Regions from separate parts of the Mus musculus genome. Here all the other regions are linked to region 1. Evidence: chromatin contacts called from public promoter capture Hi-C data. All regions are on one chromosome and are shown on one strand. Each heading gives the region's core, a stretch centred on a gene start, on an enhancer-like site or on the middle of the called end of the contact. The rest is flanking DNA. Distances are from core to core; before and after follow the strand shown. Region 1 holds the start of Cdnf (cerebral dopamine neurotrophic factor). Region 2 holds the start of Mcm10 (minichromosome maintenance 10 replication initiation factor). Region 3 overlaps Frmd4a (FERM domain containing 4A).

Region 1 (2,911 bases), core at 296-2,795:
CGGCAATGTCAAAGTCATCAAGGCAGGGACTTCAGGAAAGAAAAAATTCTAATACTGTCGGGAGTCACAGAGAAACCCAAGTTCAACCCTTGGATGTCCTTGGATTAGTCTCTGATAACCTCAGCACAGATGATGGAGCTAGTAACTTAAGGGTCCCCATTTGTGTGCATTGGTGTGATGTCAAATGTGTGTGTTACATTGTTGTTATTTAAGGTTCAGGGTTTTCTTTGTTGTTTTGTTTTGTTTAAGGTTTATTTATTTTATATATGTGAGTACACTGTCACTGTCCTCAGCCACACCAGAAGAGGGCATCAGACCCCATTACAGATTGTGAGCCACCATGTAGTTGCTGGGAATTGCACTCAGGACCTCTGGAAAAGCAGTCAGTGCTCTTAACCACTGAGCCATCTCTCCAGCCCTTTTTTGTTTATTAAAGTAGTTTCATACATCAATCTATAATGATTTCAAAATAGTTTGAAGTTCTATAATAAAATCCTGCTTGCCCAAGATGAGATCTTTAACTGAAATTATAACTGTTAAACCAGTATCTTTAGCTACAGAAATTTTAAATAACATCTAAACTTATTTTAAATTTCTAGAGGAAGGTTTGATAATTGCTGATAGAAAGCTGGACTCCAACTACTATTAATACTATTTACTTACAATAAGACTCAACTGCCCATTCCACATGAATCTTGTCTCCATTTTCTGTTCAGTACATCTGCTCTCAAGATGAGAAGATATATGTTTACATCACTTCAATAAAACAAGAAGTGCTACAGTGGTCCCAAAGGGACTATCAAAACTGTTCATCTTGGCTCTTGTTAACAGTCCTCTACAAAATACACTGTTTTTTTGTTTTGTTTTGTTTTTACAAAACCTAGGTACTATAACACCCTCAAAACCAGGTGGGATGGTGGAATTGAAGGTATGATCGCCAAGTCCACAGAAGAAAACAGGCGTCTATTTTATCGTTCTCTAGGAATTAATGTGCTCCTTTGTAAAGCAGCTTGTCTATAAAGTCCTAGTCAGCCGTACCCTTGTCTTTGATTTCAGCAACCCTAACGTATTGCCATGTTTTATTTACCTCCTAGGAATGGCAATTAGTTTGAACCTCAAAACATGTCTTCTGAGCAGAGAAGCAAGTCTCCTCGGTTAGGAGCAACAAAATCAAGTTGGCAGCGGAGACCATTTGCACAAAATCTAATACGAATCCTATTTCACTCCTTTTTCTGCGCCACCTTAATAATGACAGCAAAAGCAGAAGGGTGAAATGTTATTTACAGCTTGGGCCGGGAGAAGCTGCTTAGGCAATTGCTAGGCTGAGCGCGGTGTCGCCGCCATGCAAGCAGGTCACACACCGCTCACCTTCACAGTCAGCCCTCGGCCCCACACCGGCCTCCAGGCCCTGCGCCAGCACAGGGTTCGAGATACAAAACCCGGCGCAAAAGGTCACCAGAGCAGTTGGACTGATGCACCGCATGCTGAGCCTGGGACCCGGAACTACCCACACCTTCCTTACTGTAGTGGGGGCTGCCTCGTGAAGCCGGAAAGAGGCAGGAAACAAGTGACGCAATCTCACCAGGCGTTCCCATTGGCTCTGATGAACGGCGCTCAGGAGAGGGAGGAGCTAATGACCCTCTTCCGGGCCTTTCCGGCTTGAGCTTGAGCAGACCGGCGTTTACGCCGGGCTCCCAAGGAGCGCGGAGTGATGCGCTAAAACTATTGGCTAACCGTTCTGATGAAAGGCGGCATCCTTATGTTGATTGGCTGCGACTTGGGAGGCCGGCGCAGCAGACCGGACGCAGTAGGCGGGCGGGAACGTGAAGTCTCCGCAGTGCCTGATGGGCTTGTTCCGAGGAAGCTAGCTGAAGCTGCTGAAGGGTCCTTCGTTGAGCTGCCGTGGTCTCCGCCGCCTTATGGCGGCGATCGGCGTGCACCTGGGCTGCACATCAGCCTGTGTGGCTGTCTACAAGGTGAGCCTGGGAAGCTGTCTCCGGGTTCCGTGGCGGCCACCCTGTTTTCTGGGCTCCGGGTCATCGGCCCGGGAACCGTGCGTGCAAGCAAGTGGCAATGTTGCGGGTTCTCGGCTCTCCCTCCAAGGCCAAGCACGCTGTGTGGAGGGTGGATACAGAGAGCCGGATCTTGGATACTCCAGGGTATCCTGGACGTCTTGGCTGTTTGAGGAGTTTTAGGGACGAAAAGGCCTCAAGCATGCAGGGTGCACTTAGGAGACCGGGCCATAGGATGCCCAGAAGAGTTCAAAAGACGTCAGGGCTCCAGGATGCCTGGAGTCCTCGGGGCGGGGGACATCGTTCTTGTAAAGACGCCTAGAACAAACCTGGATGTCAGGACCCCCTGGATGCTAGAGAAGTCCTAGTGACAACTGACCGCAGAGTCCCTAAGAGGTCACGGTGACGTCACTGGTTCGGGGTTCCCGGAGGTGGGAGGTATTTGAATTTCTGAGCAACCAGAGCACTGTGTAACTGCCCTCGAGAGAAGGGTTCCTAGTTAAGAACTGACTCTTGCTGTACACACTTGATTCTAGAACTGAGAACTTAACAAGGAACTATAGCTTTTTCCTCCTCAATATCGATGGAGAAGGAACAATGTTAAGGAATTTAACCGATGCTATCTTCGGTTTTAAGTCTCATTCGATTTATCAGGAAAGTCCCAGGGGAGTAGCTACTTCGTTTGTAGGGAAGCAGGTGGAAAAGCTGTATTTGTGGGAGAGTCGTGTAATCATGCTTGCTAGGTATAGAATGTTGTATACATTTGATCCAGCTTACTGCACAGATCTAAACGGGAAAATGCATGGGCTAGAAGAAGCCTTTTATTAAACTATAAGAAACAAATAGTGGCAGTTAAAAGACCAGTTTATGAGGGACAATCTAAGAAAGAGAGACACTGC
Region 2 (2,911 bases), core at 249-2,748, 1.5 Mb before region 1:
TGCTTAGCTCTCCATATCCATCTGTGCTTGAACACTTAGATTGATACTGTTTCCTATTCCTGGAATCACATGGGAAGCAAAGGTTATCTGTAAAGTCACAGGGAAGAAAGGAACTAGAGAGGACCAACAAGAACTGGCCTATCAGCCGGGCAGTGGTGGTGCACGCCTTTAATCCCAGCACTCAGGAGGCAGAGGCAGGCGGATTTCTGAGTTCGAGGCCAACCTGGTCTATGAGTGAGTTCCAAGACAGCCAGGTCTACACGGAGAAACCCTGTCTTGAAAAAAAAAAAAAAAGAAAAAAAAAGGACTGGCCTATCTAATTATTGAAGTCTCTTTATCACTGTGAAATTTTCATACTAGAATTATTCCTAATCCTGAGCCAGGAGCACAGGCTTTGATAACGATGAGATGGAGAAGAAGAAAACTCCGTGTCCAGGCATCAAGATTCTTTGCTTTCTAGTCACACACTGGGTAAACAGAGTGGAGAGATAGAGACACCAATGCTGTCTTATCTCAAATCAACTAGTGGATGAATTCAGACTCTAAAGAGTGTCACTTGGAGGTGCGTGTGGTCACTGTAATCCCAGCACTCTTGAAGCTGAGGCAGGTTTCAAGAATCCTAGGCCAGGGGTGTGAATCCAGCTCCATGGCAGTGGCACAGGGCATGCTTAGAATCCATGAACCCCGTTATCCAATCATCAGCACAAAGGAAAAGGAAGAGGGGGAGGGAGGAGGAATCCCAGGACACTCTGGATCCTGCTACATACTGTTTTAAAGTAATCCAGGCAGGCACTCTAAACCCAGTAGGTGGGAAGCAGAGTCTTGAGTTCAAGGCTCACCTGATCTACACAGAAAGGTCAAGGCCAGAGCTTCTTGGAGAGACCCTGTCTTAAACATCAACAAAACTGTGCATGGAAGTCTTTGGAATTATGGAGGGTAAATATTCTGCATTTGGAAAATGGTTTTAGACCTATGTATAAATACTTGTAAAGAAAAGTTTGAATTTTACTGAAGAATGATCTGATAAATTATTCTCAACTCTGACATAATCTAGTTCCCTGAATCTGCACTATTCTAGGGATATTGTTTTCTGCGTCCAAAAATATCTAGCCTTTCCCTCGTTTACAGGTGTAGAAACAAAATCTGAAGAAATGGTAGTTCCTGTAGGTCAGACAGAGTGAAAAGTAGAAACTTTCATCTCTCTCTCTATTCAAATCCTAATATCTAAACTGGACATAGGAGCAGCAAAACTGGTTGGGACTTCAATAAGTTTACTTCCAGCAGGGAAACCAGTTGAGTGTTAACTTACAGAGATGGGCTGGAGCTCTGCTATGTGAATCTTAATTATGGGAATCTGCAGCCTCACCAACCGGAAGTTCTTTGCCCATAACAAAGATGGCCAATCAGGTTGCTCTACTGAGAGGCGGTGCTTCCCCCAGCCAAGGATCTGTGTGGTCCAAGAGTTCCGGTGGAGCCAATCAGAGCGTCCTCCACAAATGAACGCGTCGACGTCAGAGTTGGGCGGAGCCCAATTTAGTTTTTTGGCGGGATCCGCTGTGGACCGGGAAGAGGCCCGGGTCTTAGGTAAGCGTCACGGGGTTTGCGTGTGTCCGGAACTCTGGGCATCCACGCAGGGATTGGGGTCTGAGGGAGAGGCGCGGGCTCTGAGGGGCAAAGGCGCCGAGATCTGGATCCAGCGGAGCAGGCGACCTTTGGCCGAGGCTGGAACGGGCAAGGCGCCGGGGCTGGAAGATGGAGGGCTCGAGTGCTTAAGGAGCCCGTTTTGGGTTGTCTTCTCTTTTCTCTTCTCTTTTCTTTTCTCTTCTCTTCTCTTCTCTTCTCTTCTCTTCTCTTCTCTTCTCTTCTCTTCTCTTCTCTTTTTTCTTTCTTTTTAAATATTGGTTGATTATATGTAAGCTGTCTTTATACACACCAGAAGAGCGCGTCAGATCTCCTTACAGATGGTTGTGAGCCACCATGTGGTTGCTGGGCTTTGAACTCAGAACCTTTGGAAGAGCAGTCAATGCTCTTAACCGCTGAGCCACCTCCCCAACCCGGTTGTTTTCTTTTTTTAAGAGCGCCCTTTTATTTTTGTTTTTTAAAAGTTTATTTCTGCCGGACAGTGGTGGTGCACTCTGAAGAGGATCCTTATAACAAGCACACAGTGGTGGACAAATGTGCAGTTAACTAGGGCAGAGGGGCTCTAGAGGGAACCTTCGGGGTATGGCCGACTAGAAAGGCTCAGAAATTAGCTAGTTGGAGATGAGAAAGTACTCTAAAAGAGCTTTCTAGACAAAATGCCTAAGCTGAAAACAGTTCAAGAAGCTGAAAGCAAGCTAATCTAGCAGGAAGATGCAAACACAGGGAATTGAGGAAATAGAAACAAGGAAGAAGGTACCCACCCATTGCTTCTCAGGCGGGCATTGTGGATGTGGTTCTAAGGATAATTGAAAGCAGCAGAATGTAAATAAGTATACCGTAAGCCAGAACAGAACAAGTTAAGCACAATTGCCTGGCCTACACGGTAGGGTTTATATCTGAGGAAACACTAAAGCAAGGCAGAAGGCCATATCCAGATTCGGGGTGCACCAAAACCCAATCCTTTTACCAGAGTGGGTTCTATAGCCATGCTCCCACATACAACAGGAACAAACATGTCTTATAAATTGAATGCAAATGTTTGTTGAAGGAGGCTGGAAATCAGGTCCAAGAACCATCCAGGGAGCAAGCTATACTTGAGGTTAAAGGCCCTCTCTCTGCCTTTCCCCTCTGGGGCCTCTCTCAGAGTTCGTTCACTGTTTGGCAGAATGGCCAGGGTTCTGACAACCTGCTTCCACCTTCCCCAGGACTGCAATTAAAGGAGTTTGATACCATACCTAGCTTCAATGTTATCTTTCTATCTTTTTTTTAA
Region 3 (2,911 bases), core at 134-2,633, 1.1 Mb before region 1:
ACCTCTTCCATGGATTTATAACTCCTAAGTGTTTGTGGTTTCAGTCTATATTTTTAAAACGCGGCTACGGCTTGAAAGTACCCAGGTCAAGTCAAGGTCTTGATTCTCCATCTACAAATCTGATTTCACCAGAGCCCCATGGTGGAGACGTAATTGAATGCATGGCAGTGGGCCCTCTCGCTGTGGAACACCCATGGTTCCCACTCTGCCTCGAGTGGCTGCTCTCCTCCCAAGGGGTCAAACAGTGTTGCTTGCTCCTTGAGTCTGGAGGATCTGTGAGCCGGGAATTAGCACGGAGGCTGCTGGATCCCTTTATCGCACATGTGTCAGGAGACTCTGGTGGACGTTAACACACGTGGACAAGGGGCTGGCTTTTGGGTTGTTTCTACCTAAGTTATATTTTCTGTTCTCAAAGTCAGAGGAAGTGGGAGCTTTTGTTTTCTTTACATTGCCTTTGTGAAACTTTTATGGTACGTGCCAGCCTCGCCTTGACATGTTCCTTACGTGCTGTAATGTATGGTCTTTGCTTGGTTTAGTGACTTCTTTTATTAAACACAAAACAAGGCTTTACAAATTTATGAGAGGCAGACACCAAGGACCCACTTTTCCCCCCCTCTTGTTCAAGCATAGTCTTTATAAAAAAAAGCCGCTAATATTTACAGTATCACATAGCACACCCCCCTCCCCCCAGACAGGCCCCTGGCTTTCCTGATTTGCAATGGATTTGTGCTAACGTGGTTCTGCCTTGAGCAAGCTCCGGTTTAAATCAATCCAGACATAATTAAGCCAAGTTGAAATGTAATGTGATCTCACTCTCAGGCCCACTGGTTCGCTCTTCCTGCTGCAAAGCATTATTGTGTGGGGGAGGGGGTGCTCCTCCTGGATTTAGTTAGGGGCACTCTCCACACTTCCCATCCGGAACTGTTTACCCACGGAGCTTTGGGTCAGGGTCTGTGGAGTACAACCACTCCCAGGAGAGCAACATGGTGGTCATGTGAAGCACACGCACATGTGTGTTTGCACACACAACACACACATGCACATGACTGTATGTGTTACACTAAGAAATGAAGTCTACAAGGGAAGAATGGACATTTTAATAAATGTCAAAGTGGATTGAGGGAGTCTCACCATATATATTGCTATTGGGACTAGCACTGAAACAGGCTGAAGAAGACGTTGTCTGTGGGAGTGGTGTGTGTGTGTGGGGGGGTGGGGGTGGAGTATACTTGTGGTGGTACGTGGAGGGCACAGGACAACCCTTGGGTATCGGCTTTCATCTTCTGCCTTGTTTGAGACAAGGTCCCTTTTGTTGCTTGTCTCTGAGTATGCTAGACTAGCTGCTCCCTCCCTCCCATCTCCTCAAAGAGATGGTAGGCGTGTTCTACTCTGCTAGGCTTTTATCTAGAGTCTTGGGATTCACTTCTAGTCCTCACACTGGCAAAGTGAGCCATCTTTCCAGCCCAATGCAACATTGTTTTACATCAAGCTTACAAGAATTACTATGCTGGGTATATAGCTCGGTGGAAGAACGCTAGCCTGGCATACGTGAGGCCATAGGTTCAATCCCCAAAGGTGCAGAAACAAAACCAACAACAACAACAACAACAACAACAACAACAACAACAACAAACTGACAAACCAACAGCAGCAGCAGCAGCAGCAGCCACCACAAACTAGGCAAAGATTCCATTTCGAAAAGAAAGATCTAAAGAAACAGTGGACCTGCAGGTTTAATGGATTACTGTGTATTTCAGGTGCCACCCTGGTGTCTTTGTTGGCCTGCAGTGATGCTACATTGTACCCAATGACAAACCAACGACAAACTCAGAAGAAGCAAAAGCTTTCCCAGCAATGAGCAGGCAGAAACTTCTGGAAAGCAAGATGTGGTAGGACATTATATAGAATGAGGTAGTGTCCTGTGAGGACATGTCCTGTGTGGTGTGCCATGCATGCATGGTTTGGGGACTGTTAGAGGGACTCGTCATTTAGCTTCAGGGTGTATGTGTCATGTAAGATTCAGTAGAGAGGGTTTTAACTGGTATGGTGTTTCCTCAATACCTAGTTTCTAACAAAGGATATCACAGAGGGTGGGCGTTTCCAGCACTGGGGAGGGACAGTACATGTTTTCCTGAAAGTCAGTCCTATTGTCTCCACCCTGTCTTCTGTTCATAGTGAAGATGTATGACAAACAACACAGACTTAATTGCTTACAGCTTCCCGGAGACACAATCTCTTCAGTTCCTCCAGCCTCTGGCGCAGCGTCTCCTCCAGAGCTTCCTGCCTGGATTTCAAGGCAGCCAACATGTCTTTCTTGGCCGACTGCGAGCTATCTGATTCCTGAGAACCTGTTGATAAACAGCGGGGTTACTAGGCGGCTGACAAGGGACACACATCTGGACCACTAATGAAATCCACCAGAGCTCGCAACTCGGATATGGGATTTACCCCGGGAATCAAGGAGCGTGAAATGAGACAGGTGTGCAGTGTTCCAAGCGTGAGGAGTGAATTTTCAAATACCATGTGGAAATGGTATAGCTTCATGAAGGACGGTCAGGGGAGTGGACTCTCCTGAACAAGAACACTGTCATTTCTGATTGTCTTAAGACATGTCACACCAGCCAATTTTTATATGCTTTACAAAGGGAGGGGGAGAATAAAGTTTAAGTTAATATTAGTAATTTCAATCATGACTTAAATTTTCTCTTGTCTACTGAAATATGCTGGTTTTTGCTTATTGCATATATAATATCTGTTCTTTGAAAAATATATGAAAATATAGACAGGTATAATAATAATTACATATCACAGGTAATATAATAATACACATGAACACACATACCAACTAGAATTTTGTTCTATTTTATCTGAGTGCTATATGCTGAGAAAACGTTTCTCCTAATGGAAAGAA

What was found. Promoter capture Hi-C pulls out the DNA fragments that hold promoters and counts their contacts. Capture Hi-C pulls out chosen DNA fragments and counts their contacts.
Region 2: a promoter capture Hi-C map of adipose tissue shows a contact between it and region 1, with 3 times the contacts expected there. The contact joins the promoter of Mcm10 here to the promoter of Cdnf in region 1. A contact is called at or near these places in 1 of 39 promoter capture datasets (liver), 1 of 115 datasets of contacts at active chromatin or transcription factors (embryonic stem cells) and 3 of 9 other capture datasets (adipose tissue, embryonic stem cells and liver).
Region 3: a contact with region 1 is called in a promoter capture Hi-C map of embryonic stem cells, with 4 times the contacts expected there. The contact joins the enhancer-like site here to the promoter of Cdnf in region 1. A contact is called at or near these places in 3 of 39 promoter capture datasets (cranial neural crest, embryonic stem cells and hippocampal neurons), 1 of 484 Hi-C or Micro-C datasets (bone marrow-derived macrophages), 7 of 115 datasets of contacts at active chromatin or transcription factors (bone marrow-derived macrophages, embryonic stem cells, extraembryonic endoderm stem cells and 2 more) and 4 of 9 other capture datasets (adipose tissue, embryonic stem cells, liver and 1 more).

What each region holds. Positions count from the first base shown.
Region 1 is chr2:3,511,699-3,514,609 of GRCm38.p6, reverse strand. Cdnf (cerebral dopamine neurotrophic factor) reads right to left here and starts at 1,545. Exons shown (of 4, transcript NM_177647.4): 1 at 1,369-1,545. The coding sequence starts at 1,483. It overlaps Hspa14 (heat shock protein 14), which reads left to right and starts at 1,796. Exons shown (of 14, transcript NM_015765.2): 1 at 1,796-1,976. The coding sequence starts at 1,920.
Region 2 is chr2:5,011,378-5,014,288 of GRCm38.p6, reverse strand. Mcm10 (minichromosome maintenance 10 replication initiation factor) reads left to right here and starts at 1,498. Exons shown (of 20, transcript NM_027290.3): 1 at 1,498-1,584.
Region 3 is chr2:4,585,798-4,588,708 of GRCm38.p6, reverse strand. It overlaps Frmd4a (FERM domain containing 4A), which reads right to left. Exons shown (of 23, transcript NM_172475.3): 15 at 2,215-2,348. Gm13179 (a long non-coding RNA gene) reads left to right here. Exons shown (of 3, transcript XR_003953990.1): 2 at 1,758-1,889; 3 at 2,176-2,260. Among named protein-coding and RNA genes, the nearest start is that of Gm13179, 7.3 kb to the left of the region's middle. RefSeq lists an enhancer at 1-1,124. Within about 2 kb of position 1,383, at least 29 of the 459 cell types and tissues checked have an H3K27ac peak or open chromatin away from gene starts, as enhancers often do.